Linked DNA regions of Capra hircus: region 2 is linked to region 1. A link is a contact called in public Hi-C data. All regions are on one chromosome and are shown on one strand. The core of a region is the stretch at or near the end of the contact, and the rest is flanking DNA. Distances in the headings are between cores, read along the strand shown.

The links. A called contact is a pair of places that touch in the nucleus more often than the background predicts.
Region 2: a contact with region 1 is called in a Hi-C map of liver, with 2.0 times the contacts expected there. The contact joins the enhancer-like site here to the promoter of PISD in region 1. A contact is called at or near these places in 2 of 5 Hi-C or Micro-C datasets (blood and liver).

The regions. Positions count from the first base shown.
Region 1 is chr17:982,125-987,450 of ARS1.2, forward strand. It overlaps PISD (phosphatidylserine decarboxylase proenzyme, mitochondrial), which reads left to right and starts at 3,170. Exons shown (of 8, transcript XM_018060941.1): 1 at 3,170-3,281. The coding sequence starts at 3,220.
Region 2 is chr17:1,053,966-1,059,291 of ARS1.2, forward strand. SFI1 (protein SFI1 homolog) reads right to left here. Exons shown (of 32, transcript XM_018060927.1): 8 at 4,757-4,859. Among named protein-coding and RNA genes, the nearest start is that of SFI1, 35 kb to the right of the region's middle. Within about 2 kb of position 2,861, at least 1 of the 5 cell types and tissues checked has an H3K27ac peak or open chromatin away from gene starts, as enhancers often do.

The DNA of each region.
Region 1 (5,326 bases), core at 1,920-4,419:
CTATTCAATCATAAAAATGCGGTACTGGTACATGGTATAAAATGGACAAGCCATGAAAATATGCTAAATGAGAGAAACCAGTTATGCAAATGCATATATGATTTCATTCATATGAAAATGCAAAATAGGGAAATCTATAGGGATAAAAAGTAGATTATTTATTGCTTGCCTGCTCAGTCACTTCAGTGATGTCTGACTCTGCCACCCCATGGACTGTAACCCACCAGGCTCCTCTTTCCATGGAACTTTTCAGGCAAGGATACTAGAGTGGGTTCCATTTCCTCTTCCAGGGATCTTCCCAACCCAGGATCAAACCAGGGTCTCTTGAATTGGCAGGAGGATTCTTTACCACTAAGGCCACCTTGGAAGCCCCCATTCAAGAAATGGCAACCCACTCCAGTATTCTTGCCTGGAACATCCCACAGATAGAGGAGTCTGGTGGGCTGCAGTCCATGGGGTCGCAAATCAGTTGGGCACAACTGAGCAACTAAAGAGCAGCAAGCACTTCATATAAGTGGAATTAGACAATACACGTCCTTTTGTGACTGGCTAATTTTACTTACCATAGTGTTTTCAAAGTTTATTCCTGTTGTAGCATATATCAGTACTTCATACATTTTTAAAGAAATATTTACTTATTTGGCTATATTGGGTCTTAGTTGCTGCTCACAGATCTTTTTTCCAGCATAGGAGGTCTTTCGGGTGGTGTCCGGGATTCTCTCTCTAGTTGTGGCTTGGGGGTTCAGGGGTTCAAGACTATGGATTTATTAATAGTTGCCCAATAGCATGTGGGATCCTTATTCCCCAACCAGGGACTGAACCCATGACCTCTGGGTTGGAAGGAGGATTTTTAACCACTGGACCACTAGGGAAGTCCCTTCGTGCATGTTTTTATGGCTGAATAATATTCTATTATATAGATATGTCTCGTTTCTATTTGTTCATCTACTGAACCACTTGTTGGCTATTGTGAATAATGTTACTATGAACATTGGTGTATAAATCTCTGAGTCCCTGCTTCCATTCTTTTAGGTTATACCTGGGTGCTTGATTGGGGCTTCCCAGGTGCGCTCGTGATAAAGAACTCTGTCAGAAAGATCCCTTGGAGGAGGAAATGGCAACCCACTCCAGTATTCTTGCCTGGAGAACCCCATGGACAGAGGAGCCTGGTGGGCTACAGTCCGTAGCAGAGCTAGAGTGAGCATGTACACAGGTGCTGGGTCATATGATAATTCTGTGGTTAACTTGTTGAGAAACCACCAAACCATTTTGCATAGCAGCTGTACCATTTTACATTGTTACCAGCAATGCGTAAGTGTTCTGATTTTTTCAAAATCCTTGCCAACACTTGTTATTCTCCTTTCTCTTTGATTATAACCATTCTAATGGGTGAGAAGTTGATGTCTCACTGTGCTTGTGATGTGCATTTCCCTAATGATTAGTAACATTGAGCATCTTTTATTGGCCTTTGGTATATTATCATTGGAGAAATGTCTGTTCAAGTCCTTTGCCTATGTTTGAATTGGATTATTTGGTGTTTTTTGTTGTTGTCGTTGAGTTTTAGTAATTCTGTATATATTCTGGAGACCATACCCTTATCAGATATGTTTGTTTGCAAATATTTTCTCCCATTCTCAGGGTTGTCTTTTCAATTTATTGACAGTGTCCTTTGATGCACAAAACTTAAATTTTGATGAAATCCAACTTATCTTATTTTGTTGTTGCCTATGCTTTTGGTGTAATATCCAAGAAATCACTGTTGAATTCAATGTCATGAAAATTTCCCTTGTTTTAAGAGTTTTATACAGTTGTAGTTCTTAGCTTTAGGTCTTTGATCCATCCTGAGTGAATTTTTGTATATGGTGTAAGTGTTAGTTGCTCAGTAGTGTCTGACCCTTTGCAACCCCATGGATTGTAGCCCGTCAGGCTCCTCTTTCCATGGAATTCTCCAGGCAAGAATACTGGAGTGGGTAGCCATTCCCTTTCTCCAGGGTATCTTCCTGACCCAGGGATTGAACCCAGGTCTCCAGCACTGCAGGCAGATTCTTTACCATCTGAGCCACCATGTGAATATTCAATTTCCACAAATGCACTTCATTTTGAAATAATCTCCCTCTCCCACTTCTTTTTTCACCCTGGTTTTGAGTTACTACTCTCAATGAATAGTAAAACCCATTCTATACTCCCCACCCCCTTCAGACTTTTGAAAACCATAAAGGGAAATGTCTCCTCTTCAATAGGAAATCCCATGCCTGTTAGGCTCCCTGTAGGGCCTGGTTATGTCCTAGTTGAGCATAACCAACCATATAGAAATGTCAATAATTGCAGGCACCAGGCAAATATCAAATGCCTGGTGAAGACAAGTACAATTAGCAGCTTAGGGAGGAAAAAGCAGAGTTATTATTCCTTTAGTTTGGGGACCCATATTCAGCCAGATTCTAGGCAAAGGGCTTAAAAGGAAGAATGTTTAGTTCATGGGTTTCGGAACTAGAGATGTATGTTCAAATTCTAGCTTTTCTCTTTTATAGCAGTATGCCCTTTAGCATTCTAAAGGTTAGCTTTCCTGAGCTCTGATTTCTCTATCTTTAAGAATAATTCTCAGAGCTAGCTGCCGAAGGCAGATACTATTAAGTCTATTTTCACTTAAACCTGAAGGTCAGGAAACTGCAGGAGCACTCACTGTCACATCAGTTACTTCGTGCGACGACTAATTGCATTTCTAGGTGATCCAAGACCTCTGGTCTCTGGACTCCCTGATAGTACAGTGATGGGAGGTGAAGAATGAGACACCGTGGACGCTAAGTCACTAGCACAGAGCTTGGCACTTAAGAAGCGCTTACGCAACGGCAGCTGAGCTGTGGACGCTTTCAGATTCCCCACCCGTAAATGAGCGATTTAGCTCAACTGATCCATTCTCTGACCTTGGGTGACTCAGATTTTCCGGGCACATGCGGAAACGCACGTCGGAGGGAGGAAGGAGAAGTGGCAACCCGGCGCCCAGGTCCAGGTTTAGCACAGTGGGCGCGGCCACCTTGCTCACCTATCCGACCCGGCTCTGCAGGTGCCTAAAGGGGCGGGCAAAGGAGCTTAGACACATAGCCCCGCCCCCCACACACTCTGCCTTCTTCATTGGGCCCCGAGAGTTCGAGACTCGGAACGTCACATGCGTGCGACCCGCGTGTAAAAGGGGGCGTGTCCCGCCGAGAAGGAGGAGACAAGATGGCGGCGTCCGTGGGGCAGAGATGTCTGAGGTGGCTGCCCGGGGTCGCGTGGCGGAGCAGGTACAACTGTTCGGGGATCCTGCCTCGGGGCGAGGGACGGCCCGAGCCAAGCCGGGGTCTGGAGAGAGGAGTCGTTTCTCTGTCGCGGGCTCGCCCTCAGGAGTGCTCGAGTGGAGACGGAGCCACTCACCTTCACCTCGAGCTCGGGCTCGTCCTCCGCCTAGGACGGTCCGAGTCTGGCCTAAACCTCTCTGTCCTTTCCACTCCACAAGGGACAAAAAAACAAAAATATAAACAACAAGCACCCTCTAAACCAGGTGAAATGGGCTGCGTGTCCGCCACTAGAGCCGAGGCAGGGCTGGACGCTTCTTTCTCTGGGAGTCGTATTGCTGGGAGGGGCGCCGAGATGTGGGAAGAGCACTGGAGTGGGAGTTGGGCGGCTTTCACTTTGGATTCTTGGACTCTGAAGTGAGAGGGTAGGATTCCGTAATCTCAAAATAGTCCATGATGGAAATAGGGTCTCGGTTACCCTGGTGACCGTCAACTCTTAGATTGTTAGAGGGGTCATAAATCCAGCCCTTTCTTTTTGGCGAAGTCGAGGCCCTGATAGACGGAAGGACTTGCTCAGTTCCACCCAGCCGGGTAGCAGCAGAGCTGAGACTCCTTCCCAGGTACCTCTGTGTCTCACGCAGGGACCTTTCCTTCAGGCTGCCCACCGTGAGGACATTCATTATTCGAAATAGCTTATGTAAGAACTAGCATGGGAGCATTTGGACTCTCGGAAAATGGATTAAAGTGTTGGTTGCTGTAACTCAGAATCTGTTGCTCGGTGTCATTTCGAAGAGCTAAGATTGTGAGACCCACAACTTTCGTGTTTCGGACTGGCTTCATTTTGTCAGCGTGAATCAGAGCTTGAGCTATAATTTTGGGAAGTAGAGACACTGGTTTCGGGGTGAGAGGGAACAGAAAATGTCATTGCCCTGGACAGGAAAGCTTCACTCTCCTATTATTAACTACTCAGAAATGGTGTAACTTCTCAGGAGAGGGCTCCGCAGTGTGGTGGTGACTGTTAGGATTTGAACAAGAGGGTCTCCGTTGTTTTATTGGTGCCAGGTGTGCTGTTTATGAATCAGTAGTAAAATGTGTCATAAGTTGGAAAGACTGAAAAAATGACTCTCATGTGTTTTTTTTTTTTTTTTAACGATGGTGAGGAAGATGACTTCACCCACTATCATTTAAAAAGGGAAAAAAGTCGAAACTTTGGTACCAGTATAGGTAGAGACAGCTGGATTTAGGTCCACTGTGTAGGAGGGGTGAGGATTTGGGTACAGTAATTCAGTTTTCAAAGCTGTTACATATCCAGATGGAAACTATATTGAGATGCAAAAAAACCCCAAAAGATAACATTTCCATGATTTTTAAGTAAAGCAGTGTCTGTTTGTGAGACATATATTTGAAAGCCTCATACTGCAGAGTTTTCCAGTAACTGAGTGATATATATGACAGGTGAGAGAATAGAGAAAGTAATTATAAATGATAATTTAGGGCCATGTTTCCTAAATTTGATAAAAGAATGGAGTGGGTGTTTATTAGTAAAAGAGATTTCCAGGTACATCCCCACAATGCTGCCAAATTCAGGCTCGGTAGGTGTAGGCTGGGGCCCTGGCAACTGTGTTTTTTATGGGTGCTCTGGACGATTCTTTGGTTCAGGCACATATGAACATAGTACCTAGGTGGTGCATGATCGTGTCAGGCCTTTCTTCAGGAGCATTTATGACATTCCTGCCGCTGTCAACTACAGTGCCAGGGATCAGGGGGAGGGGGGAGGGCAGGAGAAAAGAGAGGAATTAAAAGATAACAGGCCTTGCGTTGAAAGAACTTTACAGTTTAGTAGAAGCGAGAGGGAACACGGCTAAATAGTACGAGATAGAACATGGAATAGGCCTTAAGAAACCTGCCAGTTCATTTTCAGGAGAACTTGTCACAGCTCTAAAAAGCAGGAGGGACGCAAGGACTATAGGTAGTGTTACTACTAAATATGTTAAAGATACTTTAAAACTGGGCTTCGCTGGTGCCTCCGTGGTAGAGAACCTGCCTGCCAATGC
Region 2 (5,326 bases), core at 1,611-4,110, 72 kb after region 1:
AGTAATGTCCAACTCTTTTCGACCCCATGGACTGTAGCCCGCCAGGCTCCTCTGTCCATGGGATTCTCCAGGCAAGGATACTGGAGTGGGTTGCCATTTCCTCTCCAGGGGATCTTCCTGACACAGGGTTTGAACCTATATCTCCTGCATTGGCAGGCAGATTCTTTACCACTGGGCTGGGAAGCCAACACTATTACTTACTTATAAATAAGTAATGTAAGGTACATGGAGATTAGATAACTCATTTTAAAAGGGCAGGAAGCTAACAGGTGACGGCAGCAGAATTTCCACCCAGGTATTCTGACGAGAGAACCTTTGTTCTTTCTTACCTGCTTCGTTGGATCATAATTAAAATAGTGTGATACTGGCTTAGAGATAGACAGCTACACCAATGGACCAGAGAGCCCAGAACAGACCCTTGAACAAATGGGACCTTGCCCCAAATGGAAGTGGACTAATGATCAGTATAAAAAAGATAAAAGATGAACTACTCAGTAAAGAGTGTTGCGGAAATTAATTACCCATAAGGAAAATGACAAACTAAGATCCTGTCTCACACAACTTATAAAAATGTAAGTTAGGCTACAGTGAAATTCACAGCACTTGTGCGGGGGTCTTCCCTAGTGGGTCCATGGTAAAGAATCCACCTGTAGGAGACGCAGGTTTGATCCCGGATCCAGGAGGATCCCTGTGCCACGGAGCAACTAAGCCCGTGCACTGTGACTGCCGAGCCTGTGCTCTCGAGCCCGGGGGCCACAACCGCTGAAGGCCATGCTCCCGAGAGCCCATGCTCTGTAACAACAGAAGCCACAATGAGAAGCCCTCGCGCCATAACTGGAGAAGACCCCACTCAGCCACAAACCCGCATCACAGTAAAATACATACATAATTTAAGAAAACACTTGTATGAAAAAAAAGGCACCATAAACAAAGCGAATAAATGAAAAAGTAAACAAGCTATAAAACCTAATAGTTAGTGCACCTAATAGTTCAAAAGATTAGTAAGCCAAATCTATGACCATGTGCACGGAGCAGAAAAAGCTAAATAACCCAACAGAAAAAAGGAGTGAGGGACGGTAACAAGCTCAAAACCAGAAACCCAATGACAATCAGGCATCAGAAAAGATACTGGGGTTCGCTAGGAATCCGTGAAACGTAAACTAAAGCAACAATGAAGAACCACCTCACACATATCACATTGGTGAAAATGACCCAGTCTGGCAATGCAAAGTGCTGATGAGTCCCAAAGAAACCAGAACAACAATTTTAGCATGTAAACTGGCACAGCGGTGGAGAGCAAATGGGTGATGTTGGATAAGGATGACGAGATGATACCCAAAGACCCAACAGCTTCACTTCCAGGAACGAGAAACCCTCAGACTCTCATATAGGGATGTGTGTTTAAGAATGCTCTCCGAGGCGGCTTCCCTGGTGGCTCAATGGTAAAGACTCTGCCTGCTAATGCAGGAGATACAGGTTCGACCCTTGGTCCAGGAAGATCCCACATGCCACGTAGCAACTAAACCCGCAAGCTACAACTACTGAGCCCATACGCTGCGATTACTGAAGCCCACGCACCCTGGAGCCTGTGGTCCGCAGCAAGAGAAACCACCGCAATCAGAAGCACACGCATGGAGACTCTCAGAGAGAGCAGCCCCAGCTCACAGCTAGAGAAGCCTGCGGCAGCAACAAAGACCCAGCTCAACCAAAAGTAAGCTAATTTAAAAAAGAATGCTTTCTGCAACACTTTGTAATCTTTAAAAAAAAAAAAAGGTAATCAGGAAGAAATAACAGTTTAGCAGCAGTGAGCAGATAAACTGAGTCTTACTCAGCAAAATGGCTGAATGTATGCAGTTAACAGATCTCTGTATCAACATGAATAAACCTCAAAAATACACTGCAGCATTAAAAAAAAAAGCAGCAAGCTGCAAAGTAAAGTATGATGCCATTTATAAATTTCCTAACAACACAAAGCCAGAACATTTATTCTCAACGTACATGTATACATACACTTTTACAAGTGCAAAAGAATATAAGAGAATAAGGATTTCAACATCAGGGTGGAGTTATCTCTAAGGAGGAAAGGTGGCAGAAGGAAGGATGGATAGGGCTTGAAATGTGAATTTAACTACATTAAATTACATCAAATTCTGGGGCCAGGATGGAAAAATGCTAACAGCTTTTAATTCTGTATGTTGGAGATGTGGATATCTGTTAAAGTTTTTTTTAATTTTTCTGTTGTGGGCCATTTTTACAGTCTTCTCTGACTTATTATAATATTGCTTTGGTTTTATGTTTTGGATTTTTGACTGTGAGGCCTGAGGGATCTTATCTCCTGGACCAGGGATTGGACCTGCACTGAAAAGTGAAATCTTAACCATGAGACCACCAGGGAAGATTCTTGTTAATATTTTTAACAAGTGTTTCATATTTCATGTTTTTATGTTTAAACTTCATTTTTTATAATTTCATATGTCATGATGTCTGTCCTGACTAGTTCAGAGATGTGAGGATTGAGAGGAATGACTTGAGGTTCCTGGTAAATCATACAGTACTTACCAGACACAAGGATTTTATTTATAATCTGCAGCATAAAATTTGTCTTAAGAGTCTCACAAAGCTTTCGGTCCATATCAGCGCTTTCTTATTGCTCATGTTTTTCATTGGATTTGATTCTGAATGACTTTTGTCTTATAAGTTAAATCCAACCTCAAATCATGAAAACCTATCACTGAAGACAGTCATTCAAAGCCGCTGTTGCAAGCTCTGAGGGCAAAAGCCAAACAGGAATTCTAAGCGCATGCTGAGCAACAATGGCAGCAGCAGGACGAGTCTGCAGGCTCTCAAAGGGCTGGCTGAGAGGGACACGCACCCACACAGCCCGAGCCCCGCAGTGGCGGAAAACCAGCCTCCTTCCGTTCCTGCGCTTCAGCTTTTTCACCTGGATCCCTCTCCCTCCCGAGAGCACCAGTCCACAAGGATAAGGCAGCAGGATGGTCAAGGGACGACTCTGCACTTTTCAGGCTGCTTGGGTTCAAATGCTGCCCCTGACCTTTGCCAGCTGCACGACAAAGGTCAGGGCCAGGTATCGGGGTTATTTAACCTGTAATAATCGGTTCAGTTCAGTCGCTCAGTTGTGTCCGACTCTTTGCGACTCCATGGGCTGCAGCACCCCAGCCTTCCCTGTCCATCACCAACTCAAACCCATGTCCATTGAGTTGGTGATGCCATCCCACCATCTCATCCTCTGTTGTCCCCTTCTCCCCCTGCCCTCAATCTTTTCCAGCATCAAGGTCTTTGCCAAGGAGTCAGTTCTTCATATCAGGTGGCAAAGTATTAGAGCTTCAGCATCAGTTCTTCAATGAATATTCAGGACTGATTTCCTTTAGGACCGGCTTGATCTCCTTGCAGTCCAAGGGACTCTCAAGAGTCTTCTCTAACACCATAGTTCAAAAGCATCAATTCTTTGGCACTCAGCTTTCTTTGTAGTCCAACTCTCACATGCATACATGACCACTGGAAAAACCATAGCTTTGACTAGATGGACCTCTGTTAGCAAAGTAATAATAATATGGGCTTTTAAAAATAATTTTGAAAATTGCGATAACACATGTAAGGGCCTTAGTCCAGCATCTTGGAGAAGGAAATGGCAACCCACTCCAGTGTTCTTGCCTGGAGAATCCCAGGGACGGGGAAGCCTGGGGGGCTGCCGTCTCTGGGGCTGCACAGAGTCGGACATGACTGAAGCGACTTAGCAGCAGCAGCAGGACAGTAAGACCACAAAAACACCATTACTGCTCCTACTGTTCTTGTTACCACATTATCACTGGTAACAACTAAGTCTACTTCCTTCCTATTGCTTCAGAAGTGAAGTGAAGTGAAGTCGCTCAGTCGTGTCCAACTCTTTGTGACCCAATGGACTGTAGCCTGCCAGGCTCCTCTGTCCATTGCTTCAGAAGACCTTGTGAATTCAGAGGCCAACAAATTTTTCTCTTAAAGGGTGAGATAATAACTATTTTAGGCTTTGCAGACCATGTGGTCTCTGTTGCAACTACTCAATTCTGTCGTTGTAGCCTGACAGCAGCTTAGACAATACATAAATGGACAGGTGTAACTGCATCCCAGTTAAAATTTTATAACAGGCAGCTGGCCAAACCTGATCCATGGCCGAGCGGGCTGACCCCCGACCTACACTGTTTGCACACGATCTCCACATATTGCATATACTTGCAGAGATGACGCAAAATGTTGTCTAATAGAAAGTTACTGGGGTGGGGCATGCTTCCCTGGTGGTCCCATGGTAGAGAATCCTGCCAATGCCGGGGACCCAGGTTTGCTCTGTGGTCTGGGAAGATTCCACACGCCGCAGGGAGACTAAGCTTGTGCACCACAAACACTGAAGCCCCCACACTCTAGAGCTGTGCTCTGCAACAACAGAAGCCGCCACACCGAAACTAGAGAGTCGCCCTCGCTCACCACGACTAGAAAAAGCCCGCACAGAGCAACGAAGACCCAGGGCAGCCCAAAACAAATTAACGACAAAAAAATCACATCTAGTGTATTCCTTCCCGCAGCCTCTCCGTTGAAGAGTCCAGCCTTCCACACTGCTTGTGCCTCCCACCCCCTCCTGCCCCTGGAGCTACACAAAGGGCCCAGCAGAGGCAGCAGCCCGACGCCAGAAGTCGGGTGCATTTTCTGTGGGTGGGGGCCTGACGACACGCACAGAGGACCCCAAAGCCTGAGCCTGCGGACTCACCTGCAGCTGGAGGCTCTGGGCCCAGTGCTTCATGGCTGTGGCCTGGAGGGCTCGGCCTAGGCGGACCCGGCCCAGTCGCCGTCTCCACGCACTCCACCACACCCTGCCGGAGAGGAAATCAAAGACGGGACCAGTCAGAGCATGGTCAGCAGAAGAGCAGGGCAGGGAGGGCTGGGCCTCAGACCCCCGGCTCAGGTCCCTCTCCCTAAGACCAACACCATTAGATCTGCTGCCAGAAAAAGCAATCAAAGAACGGTTCTAGCACTGCCAGCTAAGGGTTGGAAACTGATGGTCCCTAAGGTCAGACCCTTAGGGGGGAGGGCATGGCAAACCACTCCAGTATTCTTGCCTGGAGAATCCCATGGACAGAGGAGCCTGGGGGGCTACAGTCTGTGGAGTCTCACAGAGTCAGACACAACCAAGGTGACTCAACACACAAGGTTAGACCCGGCCTGAGACACTTTAGATGCTCTCTGTTTGGCCAATGTGGGTTTAAAAAAAAAAAACAAATCGCTGCCAACTACTTCAGGAGATTCCACAGAATAAACTGCAAAACTACTAGTATTTATT